Regions from separate parts of the Mus musculus genome. Here region 2 is linked to region 1. Evidence: chromatin contacts called from public HiChIP or PLAC-seq data. All regions are on one chromosome and are shown on one strand. Each heading gives the region's core, a stretch centred on a gene start, on an enhancer-like site or on the middle of the called end of the contact. The rest is flanking DNA. Distances are from core to core; before and after follow the strand shown.

Region 1 (2,538 bases), core at 24-2,523:
AACCAGAAGACATTATACTAAGCAGAATAACCCAGAATTAAACAAGAACTATTGCATGATTTTATCTATACATGTAATATAAACACTCTCAAAGTTTTAGAAATAAATGGCAGAACAGTGATTCTAGCAGCAGAAAGATAGAGAAAACAGGGAAATGTAGGGCAAATGGTATGCTTTTGAAGTTTATAGCATGGCCGAGTACAAGGGAGCTGACATACAACACGGATGCTGGTAGCCATGTTCATTTCAAGTAGTAAGCACAACATAACACGTTGCATTTGCTTAACAAAGTGTGCATGTTGTCTCAGGCCATTGTTTTACCTCATCTTATTTTGTTATGAATGAACATTAACAAGCACTTGCTATAAACCCAATACTACTGCGCTAAGCATTTTGTATGCATTTTCTCATTTAATCTTTATAGTCACCCATCAATGTATTTCAATGTTCCCATCTCAAAAATAAGGAAGTTTGGACTGGAGAGATGGTTCAGTGGTTAAGCACACTGGCTGCTTTTCCAGAGGATCCAGGTTCAGTTCCCAGCACCCACATGGCAGTTCACAACTGTCTGTAACTCCAGTTCCAAGGGACCCAACACCCTCACAGGGGAACACATGTAAGCAAAGCACCAATGTACATAAATTTAAAAAAACTATATTTTTTTTAAAAATAAGGAAGTTAAGAAAATGAAAGCTTAAATAACTTACTCTGGACTTGGGACCTGAATTCAGCTCATCCTCATGGCACTACAGTGTGGTTGAATACTTATCAACTAGTGACTAGATATAAAAAAAAAATGTAATTTACTTAAGATACAAAAATCTTGATGCAGTCAATGAAAATACTCGGCATACACTACACACACACACACACACACACACACACACACACACACACACACACTTTCTGTGGCAGATCCTCAAAATGGACCCTATAGGCATCACCCTAGGTTTACAATTACCCATCCAATGTAAAGAAAGCAGTCTCTCCTAAAACGCAGGGCAGCGAACCTTGCCCTCTGGAGAGCTTCCATCAGCTGTGAGCTGAGAGTAGAATGTCTGGGGGGAGGGAGCAGTGTTTTCTGGGTGAGTCCTTCTCCAGCCTCAGGACACTTCAGCATTGAAAAAATCTAAAGAACCAAGTTACTTTAAGGAAGGGGCCCAAGCAGCTTCCGGAGCAGTATCATCAGAAGGGATAGTGACTGAAGGAGAAAGAGGGATCAGACCTTGTTGCCAGCCCAGCCGTGCTGACTTCTGCTCACCAACACAAGAAAGACCGTGGAATTTTCCTAACAGTGCTTGCAGCGGCAGTAGGAAAGTAAAGAGCTAATTGGAATTGATCAGCGTTGAGTCATTTTGCAGGGAATGAAGAACCTGAAGGCTCAGGAATCCTGTGTGATTTAGGAGATTGAGCATCAAAGGAACCTGCGTTACCACAGTGCTATTAAGGCACACTTTTCACTGTCTGTGCTCTGCGCTAGCAAGGGCTAGCAATGTAGGAATAACGAACAGTGAATAAATTGCAACATTTACACCCTAGATCAAGTAACACCACCTTTGAGATTCAACTAATAGTGTGTGTGTGTGCACATGTGCGCACACATGTATGTGGTATGTGTACATATGAGCACACATGTATGTGTATTTATTTATTTATTAATGCTATGCCTGAATATGAGTATATACCAGAGATGGCTTGAAGAAATCATCACATTCCCCGGAACTGGAGTTATGAGATGGTTGTGAGTCACCACATGGGTACCAGAAAATCGAATCTGGTTCCTCTGCAGGAGCAACAAGTGCTCTTAACCATAAAGCGGTCTCTCCAGCCCCTCAATGATACTTTTGAGTATCCCCAGGAACAAACTCATGACTGTCCTTAGCCAGACAGGCACTTGCAAACAGACACAGAAAACCACTTTGGGACCCTTAGTTTATAACAGACCGCCTTGGTCTCTTGCTTCCAGTCTTTCTGCTATATTTGTTGCCATTTCTAAAAAAAATGTTTTTAGTTTAAATATTTACATTCAAAAGCTTATATTATGTATAATAGTTATATTAGCTACATTATATTATATATAATATTTATGTTAACTTAAAATACATTATTTCCAAAGTCAAACAATAAAACGAGTCATGTTCAGGTAAGTTTCACTTGAATTCCGGTTTCCATCCCACTTCATTTCTCTTTTCTCTAGGTAGATCTTGCTTTTGTTTTTATTTTATGGAGATTGCTGATTTGCCTGCATGTATGTCTGTGTGAGGGCATCAGATCCCCTGGAGCTGGAGCTACAGACAGCTGTGAGCTGCCATGTGGGTGCTGGGAACAGAACCCGGCTCTTCTGGAAGATTAGCTAATGCGCTTAACCATCTCTCCAACTCTAGCAGACTCTGTTATTAGTCAGCTTTTCATTCGTTCTCTCTTCTTCAATTTAGTTTTGATAAATACAAGCATGTATGCTTGTAATATTTTTCTTGGTACTTGATTTGTTTAAAAATGTTTGTCCTATTTATTATTTCATACATATTCCCCTTTAAT
Region 2 (2,538 bases), core at 20-2,519, 33 kb before region 1:
GCGCTCTCCAAGTGACTCAGGCCCACCAGGATGTCCTTGGGCTTCCAGGTGCTCTCCTCGCTCCCGGCCGGCGGAGACGAAGGCTGGTGCAGGACTCCCCACTCGATATCATTGCGGATGGACTTGAGCAGCACGTAGTGGCTGTACATGTCCCGGGAGGGCGCGAAAAAGCTTTCATTGGCGCTGCCCGGGCTTGGGGCCGGGGTCGTGCGCTCCTCCAGGCAGCCGCCACTGCCGCCTACCTCCACGCTGACCTCGTCTATCTCCGGCTCGGACAGGGGTACGTCGCGCAGCAGACTGGGCACCATCACCGTCTGGTCCATGTTGTTCACCGCGCCAATGAAGCGATTCATGGCGTTAAAGAGCGAGTGCTTCTGGTTATATGTGTCGCAGATTTGCATCATGGTGGCCGAGCGGGCGCGGAAACACAGGGACGCTGGTACACGGAGATAGACCGCTGGCGATGCCGCCTTCAAGCGCTCTCAGAGGCTGATGCCGGGAGCCTGCTTGAAGCCGGTGTGACGGGATTCCCAGATCCTTCTCCGCCCTCTCTAACTTGCTTCTTTCTCAGCTCAGCCCTTCGTGAGGCCCGGCTGCTCTTATCTTTGGCTCAGGATTGACGGTGGGTGGCTGGGTCTAGCCTTTTTCTGCTTGGGAGACAGAGACGAAAAGAACAAATTACCCACCCGGTTAGGATGCCCGGCATCCGGTCCGCGCGATGCTCCCACCCTGACCAAGGCTGGCCAGAGAAGGCACAAGGGTGGTTCCTTGGGACCAGCCGGTATCACCTCCTCCAATACTAGCAGAAGACCTTTGAAAAAAAAGGAGAAAAAAATCTCCCCCATCCCGGACTCTCTGGTTTCTCCCTTCTAAAACCTAAGCGAAAGCAACCATATTAGCCCGGGCTGCCAAAGGGCGGGGACACCCACCTCTTGCACTGCGAAATCCCCTGGTTCTCAGTGCTTGCGTTGCGGACGGTGGCTGCCCAAGGGCGCTGCTGCGGTCACTGATCGGACTGTGAGTAAGGGCGACTGTGGTTGCTCCGGCCCCCTGCCCATTCCAGGTGCTCAATTTATAGTCCGGGAAAGGTGTCCCAGGCGCCCAGGACCACCCCTGATGTCTCCTCCTCCTACCTCCTCCAGCAGCACAGATAAAAGGTCCCAGCCCTGACCGCGAGTAACACTCGCCCAACCCTTTCTACCGCGGGGGCGGGGCACGCCGGGTGGCTCCGCCTCTCGCCTGATACCCGGGCTAAGGCAGGGCGGCCCAGCAGGGCAAGGCAGGGTAGGGCTGGGAGGATGGAGCGGCCGCACCCCAGCACCAAACCCAGAACAAGCTGTTTGGGGGAGGGAGGGCGAGGCACTGAGCCCAAGGAGCCGCCGTCCAAACCAGAGGGCGGACTGGCGCGCGCGGGCTGGGCGGGCTTGGCGCGCACTCTCCGGGTGGGATGACCGGAATGCTTGTGTGTCCGGGTTGCAAAAGAGCCCCTCAATCCTGAACCTAGAGTGACTGCAGTCCGGAAATTTAGCCTCGATTTATTATTAGACGTCGGGTAAGAGGGATTCACAGCTGCCCTGACTCCATACTTGGGAATCTTATGTAAGAAGAGTTAGCAGGACATGCCGGATGCACGTGGACATGGGGTGCTCCCTCCACGGCCCAGGTCGTGGTCAGCTGCAGGGGGATGGGAACACTGAGGCATTTGCTTCCCTCCTGGCGGGGTCTTTCCTACTACTGCTGCCAGGTATGAAGAGCACCCTGGTCATCTGATCTATAGTTTTGTGTCCCCCACCAAGAGATAAGAGCATGGCAATGGAGTGTGAACTTGGGCCTTGTGGCCCTTTTGGCTATCAAAAAGACTAGGAGAAGGTGGCAGAAGTTAGGACTGGTGTTGGGTATATCTTATCATTTAAAGAAAAAAAATGGGAGTATACCCAATAACTTTCTGGAGTGTGTGTCAAGTGCTCCTTTCAAAAGATAGTTCTTAAGCAAGGGTTACTTAATAAGCCTAAGCTGTGTACCATAGCCCTGGATCTACCTTTCAAGTTTTACACTTGAAACTCCTCTTTCAGGTTCCCAGCCCTGAGCCCATACTCATTTCCCATCTCATTTCCTTTGCCACATCCCTCAACCTCCAGTCAGCTCTTCCATTCCTCCAGATAAGATGACTCAGGCTTCTAATTTTAAATTTCTTCCCACTAAAGTCTTCGGGGGGAAGTTTTAGTATGGCATTCCCCTGCAAGACAAAAAAGCGCCCCAAACAAGGAGAGACACTTATGCATGTGGGTTTGTTTGTTTGTTTGTTTTTTCTTGAAGGACTGGTACTGTCTACCGAAAATCATGTCTCTTTTCAATTTTGAAGGGAACAAGAGCTGATAACAGACAGAAAAGTCATTGGTAACTCTAGAACCCAGACTGGCAAATCTCCATCTCCCTCTGGTTTACTGGTTCTAGATCATAACCCATGCTTCCAATGCTTTCTTATGTATGTATGTATGTATGTATGTATGTATGTATGTATGTATGTATGGAGACACA

Evidence for each region. HiChIP or PLAC-seq counts read pairs in DNA pulled down with a chosen protein or histone mark.
Region 2: a contact with region 1 is called in an HNF4G HiChIP or PLAC-seq map of pancreatic cancer cells. The contact joins the promoter of Mid1ip1 here to the enhancer-like site in region 1. A contact is called at or near these places in 1 of 484 Hi-C or Micro-C datasets (the AML12 cell line), 4 of 115 datasets of contacts at active chromatin or transcription factors (the SCID.adh cell line, embryonic fibroblasts, embryonic stem cells and 1 more) and 2 of 9 other capture datasets (liver and pancreatic islet).

Annotation. Positions count from the first base shown.
Region 1 is chrX:10,683,331-10,685,868 of GRCm38.p6, reverse strand. No RefSeq gene overlaps it. Among named protein-coding and RNA genes, the nearest start is that of Mid1ip1, 33 kb to the left of the region's middle. Within about 2 kb of position 1,273, at least 3 of the 459 cell types and tissues checked have an H3K27ac peak or open chromatin away from gene starts, as enhancers often do. A contact at or near this core is called in the AML12 cell line and pancreatic cancer cells, where this site is marked.
Region 2 is chrX:10,716,096-10,718,633 of GRCm38.p6, reverse strand. It overlaps Mid1ip1 (Mid1 interacting protein 1 (gastrulation specific G12-like (zebrafish))), which reads right to left and starts at 1,269. Exons shown (of 2, transcript NM_026524.4): 1 at 930-1,269; 2 at 1-647. The coding sequence starts at 404.